6 separate regions of the Sus scrofa genome follow, and regions 1, 2, 3, 5 and 6 are each linked to region 4. The links are chromatin contacts, called in public Hi-C, HiChIP or PLAC-seq and promoter capture Hi-C maps. All regions are on one chromosome and are shown on one strand. Each heading gives the region's core, a stretch centred on a gene start, on an enhancer-like site or on the middle of the called end of the contact. The rest is flanking DNA. Distances are from core to core; before and after follow the strand shown. Region 1 holds the start of SPI1 (Spi-1 proto-oncogene). Region 2 holds the start of PSMC3 (26S protease regulatory subunit 6A). Region 3 holds the start of NUP160 (nuclear pore complex protein Nup160). Region 4 holds the start of NDUFS3 (NADH:ubiquinone oxidoreductase core subunit S3). Region 5 holds the start of FNBP4 (formin-binding protein 4). Region 6 holds the start of RAPSN (43 kDa receptor-associated protein of the synapse).

Region 1 (2,700 bases), core at 5-2,504, 190 kb before region 4:
GTAGCACAGCCCCACAGCAGGATGTCAACCTGGGGTGCCTCCCTGGGGCTCTGAGGCCTGGCTGGGTGGTGGGGGTGGTGAAGGGAGCTGCATCCAGGCCAGGAAAGCTGAGTCAGGTGGGCAGGTCCTGCCAAGTCCTTGCCAGCTCCCCGCAAGTGTCCCTACCCCTGCTGAGGGCAGACAGGGTGGGAAAGGGACATAGGTCTTCTCAGAGAGGCCCAAGTCTGACACCTGCCAAAGGCTGCAACTGTCACTGAGAACAGGAGCAGAAGGGGTCCACCCCAGACGGCTGGCCTTCCCTCCCTGGGGACCGCTGGGACGCCTGCTTCTTCTCCTCCAGCCTCAGCCCCTGCCTTCACCCCAGGCTCACCCTTGACCAGACCCTACCCCAGCCTCAATCTCAGCCGCAGGATGTCTCCAACCCCAGCTCCTGCCCTCTTCTTCCCGATCTCCAGCCCTAACTGCATGGCCAGTCTCTGCTCCCCTCACTGCTCCAGCCCAGCGCCTCCCCGGCCCCTGCCTCCGCCACTCAGGGCCTGGGCCCAGAGCTCAGAGCCTTAGGACCACAACTATGTCCTCTGTGCCAGGCCCCAGCCTGGGTGTTGGGGACTCAGGCTCAAGACAGCCTCAGTATCCAGGAGCACCCAGGCCCTGGGCTGAGATCTCTGGCCTGCTGCCTCCTGCCCATGAGCCTTTACTGTCCTGGGGGCCGGCTTCCTCACCGGCAAGCCAGTCTCCTCATCTCCTCCGCCACCACCTCCCTGCCGCCACCCTCACCATCCTCAGCCCAGCACCCTGCGCTGGGGCTCAGGCCTGCCACCCGAGCCCCAACTATAAATAACCGTTCAGGCCCCACCGATCACAGCCCCACCGTGGGCCCAGCCCTCAGCCCGCCAGGGCATGCTCCGAGGAAGCGAATGGCCCCCTCGCTGGGTCTCAGGCCAGGAGCTGCTGGGAGGAAACACCAGCTTCCCACTGATAGCCGGAGGGCAGCCAGCGGGTTGGTGGGCTGGCGGGCAGGCGGGCGGGCGTCGGAGGGCCGCGGGCTGGGCTGGTAGAGGAGTCCCGGTACTCACAGGGGGGACGAGGGGAAACCCTTCCATTTTGCACGCCTGTAACATCCAGCCGAGCTCCGAGCCTGTCAGGTCCCCTGCCTCGGTGGGGGCCAGTGCGGAGCCCCTTGGGATGGGGCGCCCCGTCGGGGGCCGGACGGACTCGGGGCGGGCGCAGGGCTCAGGCCTGCCCCTTGAGCTACAGGAGCCCTGGGTGAGCCCCCTCCCTTGACATTGCAGGGCCAGCGCAAGTTCCTGATTTTATCGAAGGCCTGCCGCTGGGAGATAGTCCCCTTGGGGTGACATCACCACCCCAGCCCGTTTGCATAAATCTCTTGCGCTACAGGAAGTCTCTGGCCGGCTGGGGCAGGTGGTGCTCCAGGGGCTGGCCTGGGAGGCCATGGGGGCCAGGCCCCCTGCCCAGAGGAAGCCGGGGACTATGAGGGGCGGCCTTGAGGGCTGGGGTGGGGAGGAAGAGAAGGAGGGAGGAAGCCTAGCTTCACCACTGGGAGGCCTTTGCTGCCCCCGCCCTGCTGAGGCTCTCCAGCCCCTAACCCCACAAACACCTACCTCTCTAGAGACCCTCCACGTGCCCAACAGTCACTTCCTTGGGGTCAGAGCTGGTAAGGATGGCCTCTTGGGGCCTCCATTTTCTGGGGTCAGGCTGGCTGGCTGAGGGCTCTGATCCAGCTGATTCCCAGGCCTGGCTCTCCCTGGGCCCTTGGGCCCCCAGCCCCTCGGTTCTGCCAAGCCTAGCGCTGGGCTCCGGGCCAGGGTCTTCAGCATGGTACCACTTCCCCTTTCCTCCTAGTCCTTTTACACTGGCTTCCCTTCCACCAGAAGCGTTCTTCCACCCTCTCTTCCCAGTTTCCCAAGCACCACCGCTTCTCCCAGATCCCTAAGTGCTCTATTCCCAGCCCAGATTTCTCAGTTTCCCCACCCCTGACCAATGCCTTGATATCAAACCTTTCTTGTCTGTCCATCCATTCATCTGTTTTCTCATCGATTTGTTTATCGGTCTGTTTGTCAATCCATCCATCCACTCATGAAAGCCAGCCGTGCATTCATTTGTCTATCAGTTTATCCAACTATTCACTCGTTAGCCCATTTATCTATTAGTCTATCACCCATCCACCCATTTATCTGCTTGTCCCTTTAGCCATCTATATGTTTATATATCAGCCCATCCGTGACGCATCCATTTTTCCATCTGTTTATCTACTGTATATCCTGCTATTAATTTGTTCACCCATTAATCCATTCATCCACCTGTCCATCTAGCCATCCATCCATTCATACATCCGTCCATACATTCCCCCAACTACCCAACCATCCAACCCCCGCATCCATCCATCCCTTCATCCATCTATCTATGTATCATCCAATCATAATTGAGTTCAAGGGGAAAGGAGAGGTAACGGACAAGATCCCTGCCTTCAAGGAGTTCCTGATCTAGTCTGGAGGGCAGAAGGATGAATAGAGATATTTTTTGATCTATTGATCTCTGATGAGTCTACTTCTCTTGAGAAGAACTTCTTGAGTGTTCCGTTTCCTCCCCTGAGTAGTTGCTTTATATCCCTCCCCAGTGACTTGCCAGCCTCCTTCCTGTCACTGGAATCCCAGATCCCCTAGTGCTTATTTACTTGCA
Region 2 (2,700 bases), core at 47-2,546, 150 kb before region 4:
CGATGACGTTGGAGACCAGGTACGGCAGGGTCTTATTCACTTTGATTTTCTCACTGTTCTCTTTGATCTTGTCCTTCATGGCTTGGAGTTCGTGGGTGACTCGTAACACTTCACTCTTCATGATCTGGGGTAGGGGTAAGTGGAAGCAAACATTCAGCCTTAGCTCTCAGCTTGTCCTAAGGCCTTGTAACTAGTGAAGTCCAGGTTGCCCAAGGGACCCTCCTGCACCGGTGCTCTCAGCTCTAAGGCTCCCTGAAAGCTCAGGCTGTGTCCACAACCAGCAGAGGTCAAAACAGGAGGCCAGTCTGGACACCTCCTGGCGAAATAGCTGGAGTAAAGGGAAAAAGAACATGACTTTAGTCAACCAAACAGAGATTTTAGCTTCTGCCTTTTGTTACAGGCTGTGTACTTCACCAGAGTAAAAAAAAACCTCTGTGAGCCTCAGTTTCTTCATCTGTAAAACGGGGACTTCCTAAAAAAGGGATTCTCCAGGGGAAGACTGAAAGACCTCGCTGGGAAAGGCAGTCTGATGAGTCCTCCTCTCAGGCCTGGTCTCCTGCTACCCTCTCTTCTGGTCCCTTTTAAAGCTTAGTTTTCTTCTCTCTTTTCCTGGTCAGAGGGCGGTCCCCACACCGCCCCTAGGGAGGTCGAGAAAGACGTGAGAGTAGCAGCTGGGATCAGGGGTTGTGCGCCCACCTTGATTTCACTGTCCAGCAGCCGTGTGCGCTGCACGATCTCTTCTGTGGACATCTTGAGTACTTCCTCCCCGATTCCATCTTGCTGTGAAAAAATTTTTTTATTAAACTCAGGGCAGCTAACTGATGACTGTGAGCTCAGCCTCAGTTTCCTCATCCATAAAACCATAAGACCCTTGCCCACATCCCCAGCGGCCCCAACCCCCGGACCGGGCTAGCTCTTGACCCCCCCCGCCCCCAGCCACCGCCTCCCCTCCTGACAAGAGCATCTCTACGCTGGCCCCTGGCTCCAAGACCCCAAGCTCTCCCGCCGCGCACCTCAGCCTCATCCCACACCGTCGCCATCTTCTCCTGCCGAGTCACTGGACTCTCGAGCTGCGGCAGCAGATTCATTTCCTGGAGGAGAAGGTTGAAGATTAAACCGGACAGCAGCCGGGGCGAGAGATTAATAATGTCTTTCTTAACTCCTGCGCTTGACTAACGCCAGCCCTCTTTCTCCAAGTCCTGACTCTTGACAGAATTAGCTTGCGCCGCGTTACCACAGCGAATCTGCGTCTGCGATTCAAAAGACGAGGCCCGGGCCACAGGACCCGCCCCTAAGGCTCCGGAACCGTTCCCGCCCTCGTCCTGTTTATGCCATCGCAAGAGGTAATGCGCTATTGGCTGACACGCGCAGAGGGGCGTGGCCTTGATGTAAAAACGTAAGAGGAAGGAGAAAAGAGGGGAACGAGACGGCCTTTGGGCAATGTAGTCCTAGTCCAGCGGGCGCATGAAAAGGCTCTTTTGCTGCTTTTGGCGCGGGCGGGAGCGAGGGCGAGGGGTGCATTCCCGGCAAATGGAAGTTCCCAGGCTAGGGGTGGAGTCGGAGCCACAACCACAGCAACTCGGTATCATAGCCTCATTTGCGGCCCACACCGCAGCTCGCGGCCAAGCCAGAACCCCAGCCCAGTGAGCAAAGCAAGGGATGAACCCGCATCTTCAGGAATACTAGTCGGATTTGTTTCCGCTACACCACAACAGGAACCCCTGAAAAGCCATTTTTGAAGGGGGGCTTTCAACCTCAGAAACTGGCCCAGTTAAGAATTAGGGAATTCTCTTAATGGAGTTCCTGTTGTGGCTCAGCAATTACCAACTGACTAGTATCCCGGAGGATGCAGGTTTGATCCCTGGTCTGGCCCAGTGGGCTAAGAGGCGTTGCTGCAAGCCTCTTGGTAGGTCACTGATGTGGCTCAGATCTGGCATTGTAGCTGTAGCTTAGGCCGGCAGCTGCAGCTTCGATTTGACCCCTAGCCTGGAAACTTCAGTATGCTGCAGGTGTGGCCCTTATAAAATAAAAAAAATGGGAGTTCCCATTGTGGTTCATGGGAAATGAATCTGACTAGCATTCATGAGGACGCAGGTTCCATCCCTGGCCTCGCTCAGTGGTTTAAGGACTCTGTGTTGCCTGACCTGTGGTGTAGGTCATAGATGTGGCTCGGATCTGTCGTTGCTGTGGCTGTGGCATAGGCCAGTGGCTACACCTCCAGCCCTAGCCCCGGGAACCTCCATATGCCACGAGTGGAGCCCTGAAAAAAAAAAAAAAGAATTAGGGGATTCCCTAAAAGAGGGTGGGCCTCATCCAATCAGTTGAAGATCTGACTAGCACAAAAAGGCTGACTATCCCCAGGGAAAGAGGGAACTCTTCCTGCCTGACTGCCTTGAACTGGCACATGGGTCTTTTTCAGGATTGAGACTTGAACTGAAACATCAGCCTCTTTCTTCTAGGGTCTTGTACCTGCTGGCTTTCAGACTAGAATTTACACTATCAGCTCTCCTGGTTCTCAGGCCTTATGATTTTGATGAAGCTAAACCATCAGCATTCCTGGGTTTCCAGTTTGTCAATTTACTCTACAGATATTGGAGACTTCCCACCTCCATAAATATCCTTTTTTTTTTTTTTTTTTTCTTTTTATGGCTGCACCCATAGCATATGGAAGTTCCCTGGCTAGGGGTTGAATTGGAGTTG
Region 3 (2,791 bases), core at 92-2,591, 200 kb after region 4:
TTTTTAGTGCTGCCAGGGAGGGCACCTCTTCCAGAACTCTGTGCCTGCTTAATTTTCCACTGACTCAGATATCAATAGGAAACAGTCTTTCTCTTTTCCTGTCTATAACCACTTCGGAGAATAAACGACACCTTGGGAACAGTCACGAAAATTCAGCCGCCGAACAAAACGCCCTTTCGGGAGATTTGACAAACACAGCACTTACCAATGAATGAACCTGTTTCTGGTGACGGAGAACAACTTGCCACTTTCCACGTAGTAGAAGCCTCCCGCGCTCTCACTGTATTTCACAGCTCCGGCCACTGCATTTGCAGTTCCTGCAAAAGAAGAGTGGTCACCCTTGCACACGTGGTTCTCAGGGGATGACACGGACTGAGGGCGCTGAGAAAGCAGAGGGTGACAGACTGAAAATCCATGCAAAAAGGGGAAAAAAAGAGAAAGAAGTAGAACACTAATGAAGCTCTGAATCCGGGGCTGGAGGCATGTGGGCTCAGGAGGATGAACTGGAGGACAGAGATTTAGGGATCCACGGGAAGATCCCGAGGGCAGGAGCTGCATCGAGCCCTACTGGATGCTTCCGTACCAATGTCGCAAACTGCGAATTCCCGAAAGTGCCTTGGCCTTTCGCGCTCAGCTCCGCTGAGCTCTACGAAGCTCCGTTCCATGGCTCCCGCCGCCGCCATCTTCCCGCCGCCGCCGCCGCGAGGCCTGACGGGACACCAGCCCAGCCGGGCGGCTGTCGTCACTTCCGGGGGCGGAGCAAGCACAGATGCGGACAGGTGAAGAAACCCGGAAAGGTCTAGGGCCTGTCCGACCCACCGTTGTGAGGCTTCCACCGAGCTGGCCGGAGACAGGGTGGGCAAGGAGGAAGCCAGATGAGAGGAGGCAGGGGGAGCTTGCAGGATCTACCTGCAGGAACCTTTGCGTGTCCGGCGAGGAAGCCCCAAGGGGCGGTGCCATTTTCCCGGCGGCCTCAGGGAAGGGGGCGGAGCCGGGTTTGTTTCCATTTTAAAAACTCCGGCGCGGGCAGCGGCTGGGCAGAGCCTCCAGGGAGGGGCGAGGTCCTAGGAGGCCACGCAGATGGGCGCCATCTACTGGATTTCGAGCTTTTGATCGCCTCTCCTTGCTTCCCCGTGTTACTCAGTGAATCTCCGCCTGGTCTCCTTTTCTTCACCTTTCAGCGACGTGGGTTGGGGGCGGAGTGAAGGGCAGAGTGGCCTTTTGTGTTGGGTTTTTTCGAGAGACTGTATTCGTGTGTTCTTGTATAATGAAGCATAATGTGTTTAATTAAACATTGATGCAGTTACCTGCTTGAAGCCCCTAAATGCTACTCACTTGCATACGTGAAAGAAATTTCCTTTATCTTCCATTTGTGATCTGTTTGGAAGGTCTTGTGCTTTACCTGCATTTAGGGCAGAGTAGATGCTGGATTTGGAGGAAAATGCCAGTCTTCAAGGGGAAAGTTAGTCTAAATCTCATGTATCAACATGACAGATTAAAGACGACCACAAATTCTTTGACTTTTTCCCATCAGGAGGTGGGTCTTTGTCCCTTCCTCTGGAATCTGGGAGGGCTCTGTAACTGCTGTAACTCATTGAACACAGCAGAAGTGACTCTGTGCCAGATTAGCCTTTTAATTTTTTTTTTTTTTTTGGGTCTTTTGTCCTTTTTAGGGCCGTACCCACGGCACATGCAGGTTCCCAGGCAAGGGGTCCAATCGGAGCTGTAGCCGCCAGCCTATGCCACCGCCACAGCAACACCAGATCCGAGCCGCCTCTGCGACACCACAGCTCATGGGAACGCCAGATCCTCAACCCACTGAGCGAGGCCAGGGACCTAACCGGAAACCACATGGTTCCTGCTCATATTTGCTTCCGCTGCACCAGGACAGAAACTCCCAGACTAGCCTTAACAGAGTCTGTTTCTCTCTTGGAGTGCTAACTAGGAGGGAAGCCATCTAATAAATTCAGCTATCCTGGGGTTGCCATCCTGGAGGAATCATGGGGAGAGACCACATGGAAGGGCTCTCAAGTTACTTAAAGTGAGAGATGTCTGGTGAGAGAGTCAAAAGTCACTAAGTTTGGGGTAATTTGTTAGCCAGCAATAGATATCAGGAACATTCTCTTGTCTTTCCTTTACATTCATACTTTTCCTCAACAGTCTTCCACATTTCATTCTTAGATAATGGAAACAACTCCAGTTGATCTTATTTTGCTGTTGTTCTCCCTGCCTCTCCATTTTACAAATACACTCTAACTGTTCCTAAACACCACTTACATTTTGTTTCTTCTTGTTTCACAAAATACTATATGCTGGGTGGCTTAAACAGCTAACACGTACTGCACACAGTTTTGGAGCCTGGGAAGTCCAAAATCAAGAGACCAGCAGATTCAGCGTCAGGTGAGAGTCAGCTTCCTGATTTATAGACAGCCATCTCTTGTGCCGTGTCCTTAAATTGTGGGGATTTTTTTTGTTGTTGGTTTGTTTTTGCTTTTTTATGGTTGCACCTGTGGCATATGGAAGTTCCCAAGTTAGCGGTCCAATTGGAGCTGCAGCTGCTGGCCTACGCCACAGCCGCAACAGTGCCACATCCAAGCTGCATCTGCGACCTGCACCACAGCTCATGGGATAAAGTGGGTCCTTAAACCCACTGAGCAAGGTCAGGGATTGAACCTGCACTCTCATGGGTACTAGTCAGACTCTTAACCCACTGAGCCATGATGGAAACTCCCTGTAGGGTCTTTTTTTAATAGGGCACCAATCCCTTTTTCGTGAGGGCTCCACCCTCACA
Region 4 (2,700 bases), core at 29-2,528:
CTGACATCCTGCAGCACAATTACCCGGTTGTGGGCCTCCTTCAGGTTGGAAGTGAACATGGACCGGAAGAAACAGCTCTGAGCTGAGAGGACCAATCGGTGGAGCTGAAACTCTCGGCCTTCCACTGAAATAGTGACATCAGCAAAGAGCTCTTCCTCCAGACACAGTTTCATGATGCCCTGAGCCACACGGCCTGAGTGTGACCTATCTTTGAAAGTGTAGTTCACAAAGTAGTTCTCATCCATGGATGCTCCAGGCTCCTCCGGTGATTCCATGGTAGTAGCCAACTTCTCTCTCTGCCAGCTGTCTGCAAAATACCACCACCCTGAATAACTTAAGGAAGTCACAACTACAGTCTACGAATCCAACTGTCCAATTCACGGGGGGAGAAGGGGGAAATGAGGGCACAGTGGGCCAGATTAGCCTTAGTTCTAGCCTTGCTAATGATATCTCTAACATTCTCCTTCAACCAAAGCTGGGTTCATTCTCCTGAAATAACATTCCATCCCCAATGAGATAAAAATTTCCTACTCTGGGTGTTTCTCTGAGAAAACACAGAATACTCCTTTTCATGATGCAACAAAAGGCGTGGTATTTAGGTCAACACATGAACGCAAGTGATTGGAGGAAGCCTATGATTTAAAAAACCTGGCAAAAAGGCTTACTAACCAAATAACTATCGAATATAAAACTAATGAGGCTCGGAGCAGCAGAATCCGACAAAAAAGACCCCCTCTTTCCCCTTGCTTGTGATCCATACCTTTTAATACAAGGCTTGGCTTGGGACATGTTAATCCTACATTTGCTCTTTTCTGAGCCTCTCCCTGGCACTTCCCCGCTCGCCCTAATGACTCCCCAAGGCTTCGTCTCAGAACTCGACACGGAACCCAACCATCCCCAGCAAGGGGCCCAAGGAGGCCCATTGCCACGTGCAGTGTCCCCGCTCCACCTGGAGTCGCCTGGGAAACGGTCGCCAGGGAAACCGTTCTTCTCTCCCCCTCCCCCTAGCTTGCCTGCTGGCCCTAATCAAAAGCTTAGCTGGGGGAGCGGAGGAGGGGTATGGAATGTGGAACCCAGATCTCCCGCCCCTTCTCCTCTCACCGGTCCGGTTCTTTAGGATCCTCTCCTTCTCTCCAGCCTCTGTCACAACAAGCTAGGGTCACATTCACCTCACGGTTTCCCCACCCGCGGGCTTCGCTTTCTCACCTGCCTTCCCTCCTTTCATTCCGAAGCCCGGAACCCGGAACCTCTGCTTCCGGCCCCGCGTCCGCCCGGAAGAAGATCCGATGCACACTTCCGCTTCCGGTCCGTGCCCTTGGGGCTCCGTGTCCTGCGGATCTGGCTTCTGCTACCTGGTTTGCAGCCGGGAAACATGGCGGCGGCGGCGGCTGCAAGGGGCTGTTGGCGGGGGCTCGTGGGGCCCGCGGCGGTGGCTAGGGGTGAGCAAGGGCAGCAGGCTGAGGGCCAGGGGGGGAGCGGCGGCGCGTCCAGCGCAGGGAGCCCCCTCAAGCCTCACCCTGCGCTTCAGTGCCTCTATATTCCCGTGCAGTGTCCGGGCGACCCTCGGTGCTTTTGCTGCCTGTGAGGAAGGAAAGCGCTGCGGCCGACACGCGCCGTGAGTATGTGCGAGTCCGGCCCTTATGGGGACTACAGGCGGGGCCCCGTTCATTCCCTTTGTCAGATGTTTGCCCTTGTCCTGGGCTGCCCTTCTCTGCGTCCTCCTGGCAAGTCTCTTCTTGTCCTTGGAGAGCTGACTGCAACGGTCTTCACTCTGCAGGCAGAATCGGGCACCTAGTGCCCTAGAGCCTTTTCTGTTGTGCCCTGTTGCCTTTTGTCCACTTTAGTGATTTTCTTTTTCTCCGATTAAACTGTCAGCTCTTTGAGAGCAGGAAACAAACTTTGGGCTTCAGAGCCTTCTTATTATAATAATAGTTGGCGTTAGTTGAATGCTTGTTGTGCCGGGCACCTCGCTAAGCGATTAATGAATGATCTTATTCATTTCTCCCCACAATCTTACCGGGTGGATAGTATTATGCTTTTCTACTGTAGAGCAGGAAACAGTCCAGAGAAGTAAGTTGCCCAGGGTCACAGCACTAGTGAGAGACAGCAGGCCTGCTCGCTGCCTAAGGCAGAGAACTGGTATTAATACTCTGCAGCCTAGGATGTGTGGTTGCTCAGTGAGGTAGTGTTGTGCGAATGAATATATGGGAATTAGTTACGGTCAACATAAGCCCTGGGAGTAAAAAGACCCATTCTGGGTCTCAGTTTCCTCATTTGTGCAAAAATATAAAAAAATAAAGTTTCAGTGGCTCATTGCTAACGAACCTGACTAGTATCCATGAGAATGCGGGTTTGATGCGTGGCCTCCCTCAGTGGGTTAAGGATCTGGCTTGGCTGTGGCTGTGGCGTAGGCTGGCAGCTGCAGCTCTGATTCAACCCTTAGCTTGGGAACTTCAACATGTCAAGGGTGTGGCCCTAAAAAAGCAAAAAAAAAAAAAAAAAAAAAAAATGGATTTCAGCTAGATAATCTATGAGGGCCCTTCAGCCCTAAGGTTCTTGGCTTGAGAATCTGCTATGAAAGGCAGACACCTCAGCTGCAGTAATAAAGTGACTTTTGGTGGCCTGTATAGGTGGCATTTTTACTAAGTTTTCATTACTTCTTTTTTTGTTTTTGGTCTTTTTGGCATTTCTTGGGCCTCC
Region 5 (2,703 bases), core at 83-2,582, 140 kb after region 4:
GTAGGGAAAGGGCAGGTTCCACCGTCACCAAGCCTGGGACGCGGAAACGCATACTCTCATATTTACCCGGTAAGTTATGCAAAACCGAGAGCAGACGTTGAGCAGACTGGGTGGCCGGGCCAAGCCCTGCACCAGAAATGGCGCCTCTGGGTCGGCTCCGGCCGGGCGCACACTGCTCTGCCGACCCTTCCGCCGCCTAGGGGCCCACAGCCGTCCTCCCCACAGGCCCCGTGCGGCAGGCCTCAGATACAAACGCCACCAGCCCGGGTTTCTCTTCCTCCTCAGGGACCTGCTCGAGAGGCCTAGGCCCCAAGCTCCGAGCTCGAGTTTCCGACGTTCCACCTAAGGGCCCTCGTGCACGCTTACCTTCCGAAGGCGAGTCGTCCGGGGCCGCGGCGGTAGTCACCACGGTCGTCGTCTGCGGCGTTGCCGCCGCCACCGCCGCCGGGGCTGGCTGGCTGGTCGCCGCAGCCGTCGTGTCCGGCTCGGTGTCGGGTTCCGGCTCCGGGTCCCGGCCAGGCGTGCTGCTCCGGGGACCCGGCGGAGAGAGCTGCAGGATGGGCCTACGGCCGGGTACCGCCCGGGACTTCTTCCCCATCGCGAGCCCTAGCGCGAGCCGCGAGCGTCGGGAAGCCGAGAGGGGCGGGCGTTCGGCGCGGCGCTGCGTAATCAATATTCATACACTGCGACACCGCCTCCTGCAAGGATCCGCTTTTAACCGGTGGAGGGCCTGCCCGCGCAAGCGCCTGGGGCCTCCTACGCTTTTCAGGCTCCTCCCCCCATGGATGGAGGGCGGGCTTTACCCACAGGGCTAGGCTATTGGCTGTTTTAACGCACAGAAGGAGCTGGTAGCCAATGGAAAAGGAAAAAGAATGAGCGTCAAGCCAATAGTGAGGAAGGGTCTCAGTTTAGAATCGCTTCCAATTACGTCAGGCTCCACCCATGCGTTTTTTGCAGTCTTTTCTCTACCGCCTTGTCCTCCATTTTGTGTCCGTTCTTGTGTATCAGTTTGTCGTTTGTTATGTAGGGAACTTGCTGTTTTCCAGGTCTTTAGCCAAGTTTCACCCAACTTATCGTGGCTTACTTTCGGTATAACACTGAATGTTAAGTAGAATAGTGAGTCTTTTAATGGTTTAGTAAATTTTTTCCTAGAGCATAAAGATGACCTCGTTGTTTATTGGCTGGAAAAAAATGACTAGATTTACTAGCATTGGAGGAAAGAACCTAAATTGTGGGGATGGGATAAGGGAGCCATCCTAATCTGGCCTTCCCAACCTGCTTTATTTATCTTCTATTAGCACTGTCCTCTCCCCTGTCCCCTTCTGCAGCCAGCTGCTGGGAGCAGTTGTCTCACTTCCATCCTTTACACAAGCTGGAGTAACCATTGCACCACGTGGGAAAAATGTTTTTTTCAAGACCCATGCAAGCTTTACATCTCAACCTTTTATGTCAATGCTGAGCCCCTCCCCAGCACTTGATTTTCCATTGATAGCTGTCTCCTCCATTCTAGAGCTTAAGAAATCCAGTGATGGGAGTTTCCTGTGGCCCAGTAGGTTAAGGATCCCTGGTGGCCTAGGAACGTCTATATGCCAAGGGGTGGGAAGCTCTTTACATTATTTTTTTTTAATTTTTTTTATTTTTAATTTAATTTTTTTATTTTCCCACTGTACAGCAAGGGGGTCAGGTGATCCTTATATGTATGCATTACATTTTCCCCCCCACTCTTTACATTATTTTTAATGCTTAAGCCAAGGTGCCAGCCTACACCACAGACACAGCAATGTGGGATCCGAGCTGTGTTGGTGACCTACATCACAGCTCACAACAATGCCAGATCCTTAACCCACTAGTCGAGGCCAGGGATTGAACCCATGTCCTCATAGATATAGTTGGTTGGTTACCCACTGAGCCAGGATGGGAATGCAAGAAATCTTACTTTAATAGAATTGGAAAGTTCTCTGGTGGCTCAGCAGGTGAAAGATCCAGTGTTGTCACTGCTATGGTACAGGTTCAATCCTTGGCCTTAGAACTTATGCATGTGTGGGCGTGACCCCCCACCCCCAAAAAAGTTGGGAAACCAGAGCGGGCCAGGCAGCTCTCCCGCCCTGTGAAGATAGCAGAGCCCAATAGGAAGAGATTCCTCTTCTTTCCTGGGAAGGACTCAGCCAATGAAAAGCCACGTGCTGTTTACTACAGCTCTTCCAACTTCCTCTTCCTTTCTGTAAAAGCAGTTCCTTTCTTTGCCATGTGGGTACTTGTACCTGGTTTGCCTTGGTAGCCAACCTTGAATTGCAATTCTTTGATGATTCCGAATAAACCCACCTCTGCTGGAGAAATAACTGGCAGTTCATTTGTTTTAGGTCACAATCATTTATCGTCTCATGCCCAACTGAGTATACTTTGATCAATTCAATTCTGACCATAACCCCCAGGAGCTGACATCAGACACTTTAAGTTCAAGGGCTCAGTCTCCCACAGAACTGTCTTTACTTCATTAGCCAGCTCCCAAGTGAGGACCCCACCCCATTCACACTTCTGGCTATGAAATCAGGGGTCCCTGGAGTTCCCTTTTGTTATTGTGGGTTAAGGCTCTGATGTCGACACTGTAGTTAGTGGCTTGGGCCACTGCTGTAGCTTGGACTTGACCTCTAGCCCAGGAACTTCCACATATCATGGGTGAAGCCAAAAAAAAAAGGGGGTTCC
Region 6 (2,700 bases), core at 67-2,566, 130 kb before region 4:
CCACCTTCAGCATCTCCTTGTATCGGCCCATCTCCGAGTGGGCCGTGACCAGGCAGCCCAGCACCCGGAAGCGCCCCACGAGGTCGGAACTCTTCTCCAGCACCTTCATCCACACCTGCAGCGCCTTCTCTGTCTGGTTAGACTGGTACAGCTGGAGCCCCTTCTCGATCTGCTGCTTCGTCTGGTCCTGCCCCATCCTCAGAGACCCTCGCCGCCCGCGGAGAGACCCTGGTGGCTCTGTGCCTCTAGGCACTCATGGCAGGGAACCCACTGTGCCAGCTGCCCACTGAGCCCTCAGAAGGAGTGGGGCCTGGATGGAGAACGGGCGCCACCCTGGGAACAAAGCTGGTCCGGCCCCTGTCTGCAGCTGTCCCTGCCAGTTGGGGCCACGTGGCTGCTGAGGAATGTCAGGCACAAGGTCACGCGGGCCTCTGCCGCACCCACCCCCAAGCTGGGAGGAAGGTGTTCACTGCCCCCCACCCCCCTGCCCCGGACAGCCCCTTGGGGCATCTCTTTAGCACCTCTGACAGTGGCCCTGAGCCCCCTGGCAGGGCAGGCCTCCTCGCAGCCCAACCAAGGAGCTGCCTCCAGGAGTGGGCCGAGAGCGGGAGGAGGAAGGGATGAGGCTGGGTACATGGGCGGCCGGGAGGCTGAGGCGGGTGCCCAGCACTGAGCCCTGCCTCTCCTGCATCGCAACCTCCCCTCTCTGCCCACCCTCCCGAGGCTCTGTTCCTGTGAGTCACCAGCACCGAGGTCACTTACCCTCGGTGCCCCTGTTCACACCATCCCCACACGTTGTCCTAACTCACAGGCTGGCCCAAGCCGATCGCTCACCTCTCTGGGCCTCAGTGTCCCCCTCTGCAACATGAGGCTCTAACAGGCTAATAAACCCTAACTCGCAGGCTTGTTGGGAGCAGCATCACGTGGTGGGTAACAGCCTGGACCCCAGAGCCAGCTGCCAGGGTTTGAATTCTGACTCGGCTGCCTGTTAGCTGTGTGGACGGCATGACTTTGGGCAGGACGTAATGCCTCCTACTCCACCGGATTGTTAGGGGGACTACATGACTGCATCAACAGTGCCCGACACCTAGGAAAGACTGTGTGACATGAGCGACAGGTTCTCTTGAGCTTTGTCCATCTACTCTGTGGAAAACTGCCCACCCGGAATAGAAGTTGGCCTTTGAAGGTTTAAAAAAACACCCAACTCCAACCCCAGTCCCAGTTTGAAAGAGTCCTTGGGAGTTCCCTATATGACTCAGTGGTTAACGAACCCGACTAGGATCCATGAGGATGAGGGTTTGATCCCTGGCTTTGCTCAGAGGGTTAAGGATCCAGCATTGCCATGAGCTGTGGTGTAGATCGCAGATGCAGCTCAGATCCTGAATTGCTGTGGCTGTGGTATAGGCCAGTTGCTACAGCTCTGATTGGACCTCTAGCCTGGGAACCTCCATACATGTGGGTTCAGCCCTAAAAAAAGACAAAAAAAAAAAAAAAAAGGTTTGAAAGAGTCCCTTATAATGAGGTTAATGCCAGGGAGCGTGGACAAGGGCCAAGTTGTTTTTGTTTTTGTTTTGTCTTTTGTCTTTTTAGGGCCACACCCGAAGCATATGGAGGTTCCCAGGCTAGGGGTCGAATCGGAGCTGTTGCTGCCCGTCTACTCCACAGCCACAGCAATGCCAGATCCGAGATCATTAATACACTGCACCACAACGGGAACTACCAGATACTGTATTTTTCACAAATTGAGGTTCTGTGGCAACACTGCCTTGAGCAAATCTATTGGCAGATCCAATTCGCCTCTGTGACCTACACCACAGGCTGAGTTGGCAACGCCGGATCCTTAACCCACTGAGCAAGGCCAGGGACCGAACCCACAACCTCATGGTTCCTAGTCGGATTCGTTAACCACTGCACCACGACAGGAACTCCAGACATAACTTTTATACCCACTGGGAAATCAAAAAATTTGTGTGACTTGCTTTCCAGAGATACTTGCTTTATGTGGTCTGGAATGAAATCTGCAGTGCCTTTGAGGTGTGCCTGTACTCACTAATTTGTGCAACGATCACCACTACTACCAGAACATTTTCATCACCTGAAAAGAAGCCCCGTGCTCATTAGCAGTCACCCCTCATTCCTCTGTGTTACGGGTAGAATTGTCCCCCATTCATATGTGGATGCCTTAACCCCAGTATCTCAAAATATGACTTATTTGGAGACACTATCGTTTTGCTGCTGTTGCTGGCTGCCCCATGGCGTATGGAGTTCCCAGCCGGGGATCAGTTTGGAGACCCAGTTGTGACCTACATCACGCTGGGGCACTGGCGGATCCTTAACCCACTGCAGCGGGCTAGGGATTGAACCTACGTCCTAGCTTTACAGAGACGCCACCAATCCTGTTGCACCACAGCAACTCCTGGAGACACCACCTTTAAAGAAGTAAAAAGAGGCCATTAAAATGGACCCTGATCCAATATGACTAGTGTCACAAAAAGAGATTAGACACAGACACATAGAGGAGGAGAAAGAGGGACATTGACAAGGCAAGGAGAAAGGCCTCCCATGAAACCAACCTTTTCAACACCTTGACCTCTGATTTCTGGCTTCCAGAACTCTGAGAAAATTAATTTCTATGTTTTAACCCCCTCCTCATTGTACAGTGTCATGGCAACCTGAGCAAACAAATGCAACTTGCAGCCA

The links. Promoter capture Hi-C pulls out the DNA fragments that hold promoters and counts their contacts. Hi-C and Micro-C count contacts between places; a contact is called where the count stands out from the background. HiChIP or PLAC-seq counts read pairs in DNA pulled down with a chosen protein or histone mark.
Region 1: a promoter capture Hi-C map of fetal skeletal muscle shows a contact between it and region 4, with 4 times the contacts expected there. The contact joins the promoter of SPI1 here to the promoter of NDUFS3 in region 4. A contact is called at or near these places in 2 of 5 promoter capture datasets (fetal liver and fetal skeletal muscle), 1 of 47 Hi-C or Micro-C datasets (embryonic fibroblasts) and 2 of 2 datasets of contacts at active chromatin or transcription factors (alveolar macrophages and skeletal muscle).
Region 2: a Hi-C map of liver shows a contact between it and region 4, with 2.7 times the contacts expected there. The contact joins the promoter of PSMC3 here to the promoter of NDUFS3 in region 4. A contact is called at or near these places in 3 of 47 Hi-C or Micro-C datasets (embryonic fibroblasts, liver and retroperitoneal adipose tissue) and 2 of 2 datasets of contacts at active chromatin or transcription factors (alveolar macrophages and skeletal muscle).
Region 3: a contact with region 4 is called in a Hi-C map of liver, with 5 times the contacts expected there. The contact joins the promoter of NUP160 here to the promoter of NDUFS3 in region 4. A contact is called at or near these places in 2 of 47 Hi-C or Micro-C datasets (both in liver) and 1 of 2 datasets of contacts at active chromatin or transcription factors (alveolar macrophages).
Region 5: a Hi-C map of liver shows a contact between it and region 4, with 5 times the contacts expected there. The contact joins the promoter of FNBP4 here to the promoter of NDUFS3 in region 4. A contact is called at or near these places in 3 of 47 Hi-C or Micro-C datasets (epiblast stem cells, heart right ventricle and liver) and 1 of 2 datasets of contacts at active chromatin or transcription factors (alveolar macrophages).
Region 6: a contact with region 4 is called in an H3K27ac HiChIP or PLAC-seq map of skeletal muscle. The contact joins the promoter of RAPSN here to the promoter of NDUFS3 in region 4. A contact is called at or near these places in 2 of 2 datasets of contacts at active chromatin or transcription factors (alveolar macrophages and skeletal muscle).

Annotation. Positions count from the first base shown.
Region 1 is chr2:15,226,485-15,229,184 of Sscrofa11.1, reverse strand. It overlaps SPI1 (Spi-1 proto-oncogene), which reads right to left and starts at 1,254. Exons shown (of 5, transcript NM_001001865.1): 1 at 1,077-1,254. The coding sequence starts at 1,121.
Region 2 is chr2:15,184,078-15,186,777 of Sscrofa11.1, reverse strand. PSMC3 (26S protease regulatory subunit 6A) reads right to left here and starts at 1,296. Exons shown (of 12, transcript XM_003122809.3): 1 at 1,014-1,296; 2 at 697-780; 3 at 1-124. The coding sequence starts at 1,088.
Region 3 is chr2:14,838,606-14,841,396 of Sscrofa11.1, reverse strand. It overlaps NUP160 (nuclear pore complex protein Nup160), which reads right to left and starts at 1,341. Exons shown (of 37, transcript XM_021085052.1): 1 at 1,336-1,341; 2 at 584-905; 3 at 206-317. The coding sequence starts at 1,341.
Region 4 is chr2:15,035,458-15,038,157 of Sscrofa11.1, reverse strand. It overlaps NDUFS3 (NADH:ubiquinone oxidoreductase core subunit S3), which reads left to right and starts at 1,278. Exons shown (of 7, transcript NM_001243796.1): 1 at 1,278-1,439; 2 at 1,550-1,615. The coding sequence starts at 1,373. It overlaps KBTBD4 (kelch repeat and BTB domain-containing protein 4), which reads right to left and starts at 1,439. Exons shown (of 4, transcript XM_003122803.6): 1 at 1,207-1,439; 2 at 1-307. The coding sequence starts at 1,225.
Region 5 is chr2:14,894,162-14,896,864 of Sscrofa11.1, reverse strand. It overlaps FNBP4 (formin-binding protein 4), which reads right to left and starts at 1,332. Exons shown (of 17, transcript XM_021083063.1): 1 at 367-1,332. The coding sequence starts at 598.
Region 6 is chr2:15,165,584-15,168,283 of Sscrofa11.1, reverse strand. It overlaps RAPSN (43 kDa receptor-associated protein of the synapse), which reads right to left and starts at 1,316. Exons shown (of 8, transcript XM_013994350.2): 1 at 5-1,316. The coding sequence starts at 196.